Regions from separate parts of the Ovis aries genome. Here region 2 is linked to region 1. A link is a contact called in public Hi-C data. All regions are on one chromosome and are shown on one strand. Each heading gives the region's core, a stretch centred on a gene start, on an enhancer-like site or on the middle of the called end of the contact. The rest is flanking DNA. Distances are from core to core; before and after follow the strand shown.

What was found. A called contact is a pair of places that touch in the nucleus more often than the background predicts.
Region 2: a contact with region 1 is called in a Hi-C map of liver, with 2.5 times the contacts expected there. The contact joins the promoter of GNPTAB here to the promoter of ARL1 in region 1. A contact is called at or near these places in 6 of 16 Hi-C or Micro-C datasets (blood, hypothalamus, liver and 3 more).

The regions. Positions count from the first base shown.
Region 1 is chr3:170,847,578-170,854,498 of ARS-UI_Ramb_v3.0, reverse strand. It overlaps ARL1 (ADP ribosylation factor like GTPase 1), which reads left to right and starts at 3,311. Exons shown (of 6, transcript NM_001126367.3): 1 at 3,311-3,380; 2 at 5,570-5,707. The coding sequence starts at 3,377.
Region 2 is chr3:171,217,681-171,224,657 of ARS-UI_Ramb_v3.0, reverse strand. GNPTAB (N-acetylglucosamine-1-phosphate transferase subunits alpha and beta) reads left to right here and starts at 4,771. Exons shown (of 21, transcript XM_042247144.1): 1 at 4,771-4,884.

The DNA.
Region 1 (6,921 bases), core at 2,062-4,561:
CAAAATATTGCTAAAAACAAGTAAAGATGACCCTAATAAATGGAAAAACATCCCATGTTTGTGAATGGGGAAGACTCACTATTATGATGGCAAAATTTCTCAAATTAACCTATAGAGTCAGTGCAATCCTTACTGAAATTCTAATTGCCTTTCTTTGCATTAACAAACTGATCCTAAAATTCATATGGAAATGCAGGGGATCTAGAACAGCCCAGACAATCTTGAAAAAGGACAAAGTTAAAGAATTCACTCTTCCTGATTTCAAAATCTAACACAAAGCTACATGATGGTATTGTATGAGAACAATACATGAGAACAGATATAAACATCCCTGTACTAGAACTGAAAAGTCCACAAATAACTGAAAAGTCCACAAATCTGTACATTTATGGTCAACTGGTTTTCAACAGAGTGAATGACATGACCATTTAACAGAAAAATCAGTTTCAACAATGGTGTTGGAACAGCTGAATATTTACATGTAAAAAAAATGAACCTGGGCTCCTACCTCATAAATTACACACAAAAAAAACAATTAAAAATGGATCAGAGACATAAATGTAAAAGACAAATCTACAAAACTCTTAGAATATGGGTGTAAATCGATGTGAGCCTGGATTAGGCAATATTTTTTTTAGATATGACACAAAGAGCGCAAGCCAAAAAATAAAAATACATAAATAGGGCTTCATCAGATTTTAAGTTTGTGCATTAAAGGATACTATCAACAAAGGGAAAACACAATTCACAGAACTGGAGAAAGTACTTGTGAATCATGTATTTGATAAAGATCTAGTTTCCAAAATGTATAGAGAACTTCTACAACTCAACAATAAGATGACAAATAATTCATTAAAAAATAGGTAAGGGATTTGAGTAGACATCTCTCCAAAGAAGATAAACACATAGCCAATAAGCACATGAAAAGATGTTTAACATCACTAGCCACCAGGAAAATTCAAACCAAATCCACCATGAGATATCATTCCATACCTATAGGATGGCTATAAGTTAAAAGTAAAAAATAAGTGTTGGTGAGGAAGTGGTGAAATAAGAACCCTCAAATGTTGGTTTGAGGGAAGCAACCAGGGCAGTTTCCTTGGGGGGAGCAGTGGGGGAGTTATTGCTTAATGGGTATAGAATTTCTGTTTGGGGTGATGAAAATATTCTGGGATTTGATAGTGGTAATAGCTGCAAACTTCATGAATATATGAAAAACCACTGAATTGAACACTTAAAAAATGATACTATTGTATGTGAATGATTTCTCAATTAAAAAAAAGACCACATAGTCTAACGAGAAATTCTCTGACAAAGTACATATTATTGCAAAGAAACATCTGAGATGTAACACATATGTGTGAAAATCACACATCTAGTTATGATTTCAAAATGTTGCTTAGTTTAAAAAACAATTATAAATGCACAGTGTGAAAAGCCCTTCTGAAGCTTATATTTACTATACTTTTATATTTATTATATTTCATAGGTTCTGCTTCATTCTGCTTGGAATTTATTCTGCTTGGAATAAAATCTAAGCAAAGAATGTAACTTTCACTAGCAATGGAACCCACTTAAATCTTAAGTTTCTAACTTCGGAAACTAGAGAAAACTACAGTATGGTAGTTTGCAAATCAATTTACCAAACGTACGGTTACAGAAGGCATCATAACGTAGTTACTTTAGGTCTGGAAGTTAAATGATCACAGTAGATGTCCTAGCTCTATCGCTTAGCTCTTTTCCACTTCATCTGTGACTGAGATAGGTGGAATTGAAGTTCCTTCTAGCTTTAACATTTTAAACTTACTCCATCTAATTGTGGCTTTACAGTCAAAAGAATTTTGGAATTGTTTTCCTTGCTTGGACTGTATTAAAGTGTTCACATTTTAAAATTTAACATATTATTATTGTACCATAACATTTGAAAGGGATTAAATCAATTAGACCAACTGATCTCATTCCGCTGAGAATTGGCCTGAGGCAATACCACCATCTGGTGGTTTCTCTTCAAACATAACTTTCTAGAAGACGGTTTGGCCTCATCAAATTAGGACAGGTGGTTTACATATGCCTATTTTAGGAAACAAATTTAATAATGTTGCATATGTTTTAAGTTAACTAATGCTTATGTAATTGGTCTTAAAAACTTGTAATTCAACACATTGTCTCAACAGCTATTTGTTTAGTGCCCAATTATAAGAACAAAAGAGCAAACAAAATAAAAAATACTTGCATTCATAGATGTAACAGTCTAGTGAGAGAAAGTAGACAGATAGGCATAATAAGTAAGTAAATTATGTTAACTGGTAAGTTCTACTAAAAATCAGGATAAGGCGGATGTAGGGTAGGTTGCAATTTTAAATAAAATCTGAACAAAAATTTGAAAGAGGTCACGTCAACTCTACACGCTTGTCTCAAGAATAAAATTCCACTGACGTACAATCTAAGTATCTAGCTTTAATTCTATCGTGCTACTATACTTCCGCTTCCTCAAATGTTCCTTTGTAGTAACCAGGGACTGCAATACCAGGTCAACATTAACAAGGTTATTAACATATTAACAGGATAATAAAATATTAACAAGGACTGCATTGTGAAAAATGACTGTGCCCTAAAAATACATACCTTTCCTAGAGTAATGACTTTAGTATCAGGAAAGGTACAGGTGGAAGAAAGGAGGGGCTCTAACGCTGACCCTACAGACCACTGCGACGCCTAAAATCTCAATAGCCGCCTCACTGTAAGGCTGCTCCGCAATGGTGGCGCAGGGCTCTTCCTATCATTACTATGTAGTTCTATTTCCTGATCCGAGAAAGGAACCGGGGAAAATCAGGTAAACTCCGTAGGGTGCTTCTGGACCAGGAATTTCTGCGACGCCGCAACCTGCGCCCGCGCCCAGTCAGACAGCCGCATCCAGGCCCGACGCGCATCCCTGGTTGGCGGATTCGTCACTTCTTGGTGTCAGAAGTTAAAATGAAAATTCTAATTTCTCTACTTCGGAATCACTTCTTTTCCAAGAAAACAGAAGCAAGAGCAACTCGGAGTCCTTGAATCTTTTTTTTCCTCTCGTGACTCCCACAATATCTACACCACGTTTTCCGGGGATTGCGTCGAAAGCGACGACGCGGACGCTCAGGCCTCGGTTTCCAGCGCGCAGTCGCGGCGGCCCTCGCTCCCGCCCCTGCCGGGAGGTCCGACGTGGAAGTTGCTGGCTGACCCAGCTTCCAAAGAAACTGTCTGGGAGCCAAGAGTCCGAGCCGGTGCCGGAGCGCAGGCCTAGGCGAGGGGAGGTGGCGGCGCCGAGACTCGAATAGGAGTCGCTGCCGAGGTCGGGGCCGGTCTCTGACAGTGGACGAGGGCGGACAGGCGGTTCATCATGGGTGAGAGATCTGAGAAGGGAGCCTGGGCGCACTGAGAGGCCGAGGCCGAGGGGGCTGGGGTTGGGGAGAGGAGGAACAGAGGGGCAGGCCTGGGAAGCCCAGCCAGCGTCTCAGGGAGCTGGTTGCTGAGGACTTCGGTCACCTTGGCTCTTCACTAGTGTGCGTGGACTCTGCCTCGAACCTTCGCTTCCTGTCTCCCCGCGGCGTCAGGGTTGGGTCACCGTGGGTCGGTGAACTTTTCCCTTACCTCCTCGGACCCAGTGCCGCTTGCTGGACGGAGTTGGTCTGCGAACTTGGCAACATGTCAGTCGCAAGTTCGCTAAGGTTTCTTGGGTGAAAGATGAGCTCTGACCTTGTAGTGGCAGCTTGATACTGTCTCCCTGGTCGCTGGGACAGCGTCAGTTTAAAATCCAAAAGGTGTTGCTCGTAATGTTTTATTGCCAACACGGCATTTATCTGCTTGCCTGTAACTTTTTCTGTAAGAGGAATGTGGCGGGGGAAGTGGGCAGGGAAGGTATTACTGGTCAGTGATGACGTTTTAAACCCAATTTTTGGAGTGCTAATTGAGAGAGCTACATTGTCGTCAAAAGCATCAGATAGAGCTTCGCTCCCCAATGGAGCCCAAATGAAGGTGCAGATTTTTTAACTTGTTCACAACTCTCCAAGTGATGCAAATTCTTTGGGTTATTTAAATACCTCAGCTATTTTCTGGGGAGTTTCCATCTTGCTCTGAAACATCAGAAGTACTGCCTTGTCTTTTTGCATAACCCTTTAAGTTTTTTTCCTACTGCCTCTTTTTAACCTGTGAGAAAGGATTTTGTCAAGTCACACTGCTTATGTTACAAACTTTCAGGGTTCTCTAGCCCATGGTGGATTCATTTTTCCAGACTTGTAGTTTAAAATTTTGTCATTTCTTTGTAAAATAACCAGGTGTTGTTTGTGAGCATCGTTTCTGTTGTCAAGTTTTTTATATTGTCAGTGTAACTTTTTTCTAATCTTTTCAAATGTCTTTTGGTAAGAAAGGGCCAGAGTGCTTTTATTGGGTGGGGAGGGGTAATCATTAAAGAAAGAACTTATTTTAAAAGAGCATCTTGTTTGATTGTAGAAATGATAAAGATTCTGAATTTCCACCTCCGTCACTAAGATTTTAGGGGTTATTTTATTTAAACACACATCAACAATTTAATCTATTACTGGGAGGCCCTGCTGACACAGAGGATGATTTTAAATTTTAACTTTTTTTCAGCTGTATTGAGGTATGAATGACAAAAATTGAGTATATTTAAGGTGTACAGCATGATATTTTGATATATATATACATTGTGAAATAATTACCACATTCAAGCAGATTAACATGTCCATCACCTTACAGTTACCCTTTTTGTGTGTGTGATGAGAACACTTTGAGATCTGCTGTCTTAGCAAATTTCAAGGGTACAATATGTTATTAATTAAATATAGTTACCGTGATGTACATTAGATCTCCAGAACGTATCTTCTAATGAAAGTGTATACCCTTTGACTAACACTGTCTGATTTTCCCCACTCTCCCAGCATCTGGTAACCACCATTCTATTCTCTGTTCACAAGTGCTTTTATATTACACAGTACCTTGTGTATAGGAAGCTTTCTGGTAATAGTTCATGATATGTTGAATGTAGCTTTATTACTAATTTTTAAAATGTTTTCATCAAAAATAATTTTTGTTATTTTTGGCTTCTGTCTCAATTTCTTTGCAAGTTACATTCCTTATGGAGAATTCTAAGTGATTGAAGGTACTTACGGTACTACTGTTGTACAACAATAATAATTGCTTTTCATGTTCAAGGACTTCATTGTCCCACTATCATTCTAATTTGCCCTTTAATTTCTAGGGATAATGAGGATATCATGTTAAGCTATCCATATTCTCTAGTTTAGAAAGTGAGCTACATGAGGGGAGTCATATTTCTCTTATTTTTTGCCTATATCTTCTGAGCCTGCCTAACATAGTATCCAGGACATTGTAACAATCAGTAATTACTAGTTTGATGTTAAATGATGTATTTCATTGGAAGCAGTGTTCCTATGAATGGAGGAAAATACTACAATGTTATTGAATTTAGTATAGCTTTTAAAGAACAAGATTAAATGTTTTGTGGATCTAGTTCTTGAAATAATATTGAAATACATTTTTGTTATTTTCTAAGGTGGCTTTTTCTCAAGCATTTTTTCCAGTCTGTTTGGAACTCGGGAAATGAGGATTTTAATTTTGGGATTAGATGGAGCAGGAAAAACTACAATTTTGTACAGATTACAGGTTGGAGAAGTCGTGACTACTATTCCTAGTAAGTGTTGGTATGATTAATTATAGGATAGGGACTTTTGTTTTCCATTGAAAAAAACTCTATTTCTGAATACATATGTAATGTAATTAATAAGATTTATAGACTTCTATGAGCATAATATTGATAACTTTTTTTTCATATATTTATGGACAGCTTGGTGTAATTTATGAACCCCTGTCCATGGCTGGGTTCTGCTGTTTAGAGCTGTTTTAAAAGTTGGGTAGAGTTAAGCCACATAATATCATTGAGAGCCAGTATCTTTATTGATAAAATGAAGATAATAAATATTCATTCGCTTTGAAAATAAAGCCAATGAATAGGGAAAATGAATCAAGTATATAAAATAATTCGTAAATCTGAGTAAAGAATTATCAGTATGTCGATACTAAGTTATACTATTACATGTGCAGTGTTTTTTTTTTTCTGTACTTGTTATTATTTGATTAAGATTAGGTTTTTGTTTTTTTTTTTAGTAATCCTATTGATTATTTTTAAAGATCTGAGTTGAAGAAACTGAGTGTTGAATTAATCTGGAACTTAAAAATATCAAGAGAAGTGACACCTTTAAATCAATTGATATCTTAGAAAAATATTCTTTAGTAGTACTAATTTACTACATAAGAAGACTGTTCTGTTACTTATACTATTTTCATTTTTTTACCCTGATCATTAGTATACTTAAACTAAGTTTAATAGTTCGTAGAGTTTGTTCAAGAATGTCTTTAAGTTACTCCGTCACTCAAGGTATTTCTATTTAGTACTATTTAAACTTCCAGATTAAAAAAGAAAAGTCTAGCTTTTACAAAAGAACTTTTTGGACCATGTCATCTGTTACTTCTTGCTACCGCATTCAAGAAATTTCAGTTTCTTTGGTTTTTGGTTCTCAAATCTCCTATCTGTGCTGCAGTTGAGTCATGGTGGCCGTTGTGGTACCCACAGCTCAGTGGATTGCGTTTTAGCAGATGTGGTTTATACCACATTCTTTCTGCAAATAAACAACATTTGTAATTGAGGTTGAAGATGGCGATTACACTGCTACCTAATTCTAAGGGAGACATCATGAACTTGCTTTTTACTTTTTCGCTCAAGATGTGCTATAGTAATTTTTTTATACTTGCCATATATACTCTTAAGCATCATTTACCAGTATAAACTTAAATCTAAAAAATTAATTGTCCAATTATAGCTGTAAGTTACATCTTACTTTGATTTTT
Region 2 (6,977 bases), core at 3,522-6,021, 370 kb before region 1:
GTAATACATACTATTTTGGAACAAATCTGAAACTCACAAAAATTGACCATGTACCAGGCAACAAAGGAAGTCTACGAATTCCAGGGTGTCAACATCATATAGAATACATTCTTTTGCTTTGGTCAAATTATTATTTGTAGACTAAAGAATCTATTCATTGATTTAAACAGAAAAGGATTCAGCTGGTTCATCCATGAACAATCAGGAGGACTGAACAAAAAGAGACTTTAAGTTAAATTTGCAAGGAAGTGCTCCCGAACTCTGAGCTGAACTGAGCTCCAAGGGAGTTGTGGATTCTGATTCTGCCACGGTGGGCCAGGGAAGAGCAGATCAGGACGTCTCCTACAGAGTCAAGAAGCCACTTCCAGCAATGCTGGCTTCAGAACCACATCACATCTCCACATGCCTCATTAGCAAAAAAGCGGGGTACCCTTTCCCCAGCTTCTTATTCCATGTCACTGCCAGATTAAAATGTTCTGTGAATTCACCTGACTAAGAGAATCTAAACCACACCCGGAACCCTAGTTTCAGGGATGTGCTGGTTATCCGTGGGTGCCTCTCAGCTCCAAATTCATCCGCTCAGAACCATCTCTGTATTAATGGACTTTCTCTTTCGTAGTGAGTGTGATCCTAAACCTTGCCAGTAGAGGGCGGTGGAGGTCTATTGCAGGGAGGAAGGGGGCGCTTCCTGAGTCCAGCGTGTGATTTTCGCTGTTTTCTTCCACGTCCTGCGTGGTGGGTTAGTGTACCAGTGTGTGGAGATACAGTGCTACTCTGCCCCAGCCATGCACGCCCAGAGAACCCAGGTTACCACCTTAGCTTCGGTCTGGAACCGAGCCCCAAGTCTCAGTGAACGTGGGATGCAGTAAAATTAGTAGTTGAAGCTTATAGTTTGGGGATATTAATGAAAAACAATAAACACTAAAAATAAAACTTGATCTAAGTATTACATTTGAGAAACTAGCTGAAGAAGCAACGAAGAAGGGAATTCCTTGGTGGTCCAGGAGTTAGCACTCTGTGCTTCCACTGCCGAGGTCCCTGGGCAGAGAACTAAAATGCCCCACTGGTGTGTCCTGAAGGAAAAAAAAAAGAGCAAGGTAGTAAATTAAGAGAATAAGAGGAAAGGAAATTGCAAAGATAAAGGCACAAATCAATGAAATATAAGACCACACAAAAATAGAGAGAATGAGCCAAAGCATAAGGGAAAAAATATTTAGCAAAAAGTTGAGACAGTACAAAGTAACATACAAAATGACACAAACAAAGAGTAAATAACAATAAACATGACAGAGATTTAGAGACCTAGCTGCTGCTGCTGCTAAGTCGCTTCAGTCATGTCCAGCTCTGTGCAACCCCATAGATGGCAGCCCACCAGGCTCCCCTGTCCCTGGGATTCTCCAGGCAAGAACACTGGAGTGGGTTGCCATTTCCTTCTCCAATGCATGAAAGTGAAAAGTGAAAGTGAAGTCGCTCAGTCGTGTCCAACTCTTTGTGACCCTTCTGCATTGCAGACAGATTCTTTACCGTCTGAGCCACATAGGGAATGCTAAGGGTAGGGATATAGTTATGAATAAGATAGGCCAGTCTCCTGCCTTTATGATGTCTATATTGCAGAGATGTGTGTGTGTGCTAGTCACTGTCATGTCCGACCCTTTGCGACCCTGTAGCCCACCAGGCTCCTTTGTCCATGGGATTTTCCAGGCAAGAATACTAGAGTGGGTTGCCATTCTTTTCTCCAGGGGATCTTCCCAATGCAGGGATTGAATCCACGTCTCCTGCATTGCAGGCAGATTCTTTACCACCTGAGCCACCAGGGAAGCCCCACTTATGTGATAACTATGTGTATTTGTTTATATATACATGATATATTTGCATTCACAAAAAAATAAGCAGTGGGCCATGTTATGTTTTGGCTCTTGGAATTCTATCAGAAGCAATGAAATTTCTTAATAATTTGCTTTAGTTATTATTTTGCAAAAATAAATAAAAGCTGTCTTGGCTTTCTTTTTCAGAAAAAAAAAAAACGGAAGGCATGAGGTCACTTACAATAGACTTGTGTTTTATGAGCGCACAATGTTTATCTTGAAAGGAAGAAGCAGGGGACAAAATTAAAGTATGTTTTCCGACAACAAGCAAGCTTTTCAAGCCTAAAGCTGAAAAGTACAAGTATTTCATAATGTTAACATTTTTATCTTTTTACCTTGAGTAAAGCAAGGACTAAGCTAAATATAGACATATCAGGAGTTATTTCAACTTTGCTTAAATCAACTAGTTAAAGCTCTCTGTTTAGGGTCATTTTCTTATCAAGCTCAAAGTATGCCTTCCAAGTACACCATATCCATATTCGAGGTTTATAGTTTGCAAGCCCAGGGCAAGAGGCTCTTCATTGTGCAGGACTGTTTACTTTGGTTGTTCATTTTTCATCAAGACTGAGCAAAAGGTGACTCAGAGATAGATGGTGTTTAGGTGCCCAACACTTAAAGCATTCTTGTCTCCTGAGTTTCAAACTCATTGAGAATATAGTGTAAGATACAGACAGATGGAGATGGATCATTGGCTTTAGCGCTGATACAGTTAATTGAAGAATGTTGTTCACCTCTTCGAACCAGAGAGCAGCTAATATTTTCTCTCTGAATGAAACACACTTTCTAGGCCCAGGCCCAGGCTGGGCCCTAGGTGCTCCTATGGTTGGCAGATAGTGGATGAGAACTGTCTCGGCAGACAAGCTCAATTTCTTGCAACCTCACCAAAAGAGACACCAGGGGTGTTAATAAAATGTTGAAAGAGAAAACTGTGTGTCCTGATAGGAAATATTGTTGTTGCAAACCCCTTGAGACTTAAGTCCTCTGGTTTTATCCAGTCAACCCTAAAGGAAATCAACCCTGAATATTTATTGGAAGGACTGATGCTGAAGTTGAAGCTCCAATACTTTGGCCACCTGATGCAAAGAGCTGACTCATTGGAAGAGACCCTGATGCTGGGAAAGATTGAAGGCAGGAGGAGAAGGGGACAACAGAGGATGAGATGGTTGCACAGCATCAATGGACATGAGTGAGCAAACTGCGTAAGGTGGTGAAGGACAGGGAAACCTGGCGTGCTGCATTCCATGGGGGTGAAAAGAACTGGACACGACTGAGCGACTGAACAACAGCAACACTGTCCACAGGCTTCCCAGGTGGCTCAGTGGTGAAGAATCCACCTGGCAACGCATGAGCCACAGGAGACTCGGGTTCAATTTCTGGGTCGGGAAGATCCCCTGGAGTAGGAAATGGCAACCTACTCCAGTATTCTTGCCTGGGAAATACCAGGGACAGAGGAGCATGGTGGGTTACAGTCTGTGGGGTTGCAAGGAGTCAGACACGACTGAGCATGCACGCATGGATAATCTCCACACCCCCTCTTCTACCTGAAGGCCCTCTTAAAAATCATCTGGGGCCAAAGTAGAAATAACTGACCTCCTTTGTATGGGTTCCCATCCAATACATGGCACAACGTCTGCTGTAACAACTTTTTTTTTTTTTTTTTAAATAGTATTTAGTGGTTTCTGTGTTTATCTTCCCAACTAGACTCTCTCTGGGAACAATGGCCAGATCTAGTTCATTTCCGACTGTTTTTTTGGCCCTGCCTGAACAACAACAACAAGGGGGCCTGGGAGATCTTAGTTTTCCGACCAGGGACGTAGACCTAGGCCACTGCAGTGGAAGGAAGGAGTCCTAATCACCGGACAGCCAGGGAATTCCCTCTAGTTCATTTTGGAATACCTGACATCAAGCACCCTGCCAGACACTGGACACTAAATACATATTTAATAAATAGGTGAATGAATGGATTTCATTTTTAGCGCATTTAGTGGTGTTGGAGAAGGCTCTTGAGAGTCCCTTGGACTGCAAGGAGATCCAACCAGTCCATCCTAAAGGAGATCTGTCCTAGGTGTTCATTGGAAGGACTGGTGTTGAAGCTGACACTTCAATACTTTGGCCACCTAATGTGAAGAGCTGACTCATTGGAAAAGACCCTGATGCTGGGAAAGATTGAGGGCAGGAGGAGAAGGGGACGACAGAGAATGAGATGGTTGGATGGCATCACCAACTCGATGGACATGGGTTTGGGTGGACTCCGGGAGTTGATGATGGACAGGGAGGCCTGGCATGCTGCAGTTCATGGGGTCACAGAGTCGGACACAACTGAGCGACTGAACTGAACTAAGTCCTCCAAATTCCTCTTTCAACAATATGGTTAGATAGCGGGAGGGGAAAAGAGATCCATAACAGCGTCTCCTCCTAGCGTTGTGAAAAACCATGATTTGCCAATCATTGTAAATGCAGGAAGGGTTTTGTGCATAAAAACACTGGTGCCAGTGCAGCACTGTCTGGGGCACGGCCTCCTTACAGCACTGTCCAGTCGCCGGCACAACTCAGTTTCAAGGATCCCTGCCAGGCCAGAAGAGCGCACCGCGCACGCGCAGTCACGGGGGCTCGCGCTTGTCCTCCGCCCCTCCGCCCTCCAGGTGGCGCTGCCGGCCCGTTCGCCGCCGCCGCCGCCGCCGCCGTCGCCGCCGTCTCTAGCCCTGCTAGACTGGGGCGGCGCCGGCTGCCTTGGGGGCCGCGCGACCGCCTTCGCCGCTAGGAGGGCGTGGGTTCCTGGCTCCCGGAAGCGGCGGCCGCGGCGTGGAGCCGAGCGGGCGTCGGTCCCCGGAGCGGCAATGCGCGGCGGCCGGAGGCTGTGACCTGAGCGCGGCGGCCCTGCGGGGGCCGCGGAATGGCGGCTCTTTGAGGCGGCAGCGGCGGCGTCTCCGACTCCCCGGGCGCGGCGCGGCGTGGCGGCGGCCGGGGTGATGCTGCTCAAGCTCTTGCAGAGACAGACCTATACCTGCCTGTCCCACAGGTATGGGCTCTACGTCTGTTTCGTGGGCGTCGTTGTCACCATCGTCTCCGCCTTCCAGTTCGGAGAGGTGAGTAGCGGTGCGGGAGCCCTTGCCAGGGCTCCCTGGACTGGCAAGACCGCGCGGTGTCCCGGCCCCGGCGCGCTGCACTCTTGCCTCCCCATCCTCCCTGCAGACACAGAGATGAGCCCAGCGCCTGCCCTTCCCTCGGGGGCGCCGCCAACTCAGACAGCTCCTCTCCGGGCTGCGGCTTCAGCATCTGGGGTCCAGATCTCGCCTCCCGACGGTTTGGGAGATCCGCGCTCCTTCTGCGGAATCCTTTTCCCTCCAGGTGCCTTCAGCAGGGTCCCCGAGTCATTTGACTTTCTCCCTAAGGCCTTGTTGTGCACGCAGCCCCCCTCCCGGGACCCAGAGTTCCTAAATTTCACCGAATTCTCAGTCCTTGCCCCTCCTGCGGCTTCCTCCTCTAGTGTCTCCCTTGTAACCTTTTCCCTTTACAGAGGCGCTTTATATTCTTAATCCCGTTTCTTCCCGGATGTCAAAACTTTGTCCAAGAGGGGTGTTTTCTTGGCCCGAGAATTTGCTATGGGCAGAGTGTACTGGCCCCATATTTAAAGGACTTACATGTGAAAGGTTTTGTTGTTTTTGTTTTTTTTCCTTACATTTTTGCTCTCTTATTAGAGGCTGTACTGGTAGGTGTACATACACTGGTGTGGGAGCGCCCCTGACAGCTCCTGCTCTTCTCTATAATGAGATAGCTGAGGCCAGGGCCCCTTCATGTGACCGTGACGCCCTTAACCATCTTGGACTCCAGCGCCCGATCTCTTGGGAACCAGCACAAGCCTTCAGGTCATGGGATATGCTAATAACTTAGATTCCGGATCGCACTAGCCCAACCTTTCCTAATCTGCTCATAGTTGATAATGCTTAGAGTAACTCGGGATGACTGTAAACCCCAGAGGGTCCAAGCAACAGGTTTGGCAGATGGAAACACCCAGGTTTAATAGCTTTTGTGCCCCTCTGGATATGGACTTTAAACATTTTCTTGAGTGAAACAGCCCTTTGGTTGAGGTTGCATAGTTATTTCACAATTGACCATCCAATATGGTATTCTTCGTAGTAAACAAATGTGTAGGAGACTAGGAGTAGGTGAGAACTGAAAGTGTACCTGGATGTGATTTTAGAGAACACCTCATTTTAAAATGTGGCCGTAGCAACTGGAAGACAGTTGTGTTTTCAGGTTGTTATAAATCCATCTCTTTGTTTTAATATATATATGTATTTTGGGGGGTGAGTGGGTGGGTAAGAGGTTGCAAAACGTTATAAAATGAACAGAGTGCTGTTCAGAAATCCCACATTATACATTTGCTATGTACACAGAATATATATACATTTCCAGCATGAAGTCGACTCATGATGGATTCTGGGCTCCATAAGAGAGGGCGCTGTCTTTAACCACTGTGACCAGGTGCTGTGTCAGGTAATGCCAGAGTATACAGTCTAAATATTTGTCTGATGAATGAATAAATTATATGGGACAATTTTCAAGTTTCCAGTTTTAGTAGTTCTTGGTCTAGGGGCTGATGAAAATAAGTCTTATTAAGTAAGGATTGAGAAAGCGACCCAGACCTCTAAGTGTGAAATATGTACTTAATATTATACCACCTGCTGTTCCTATTTTGTTTCATGTATTACACTTTAATACAGTGATGATATGTGTACCTGGTTATGTCCTATTGCTGATAGAAGATTTGTAAGGCAAGTGCAGAGAAAAAGAGAGCGAGTTGGGCAGTCAGGCAAGAAAAGGAAATTTATTAGCAGGAAAAGAGAGGGTGACTGGCACTTAAGGAAAACCAGCATTCTCCCTTTCTGACAGAGTCCTTATACCCCACCAATGAAAAAGTCTGAGGGATGGTCACGTAGCCGGAGGTCTGGAATCTGGTGGTCTTGCAGCTTTGAGAAGATAAGCGCCAGTGAGATAACGGGATGCCATTTGGGCAGTTTGGTTAGTCCCACAGATCACTGTGATTTTATCCTTTGTTTGCAAGGTCGACATAAAGAGCCATCTTATCAATGAGACCCCATGTAGGCCCTA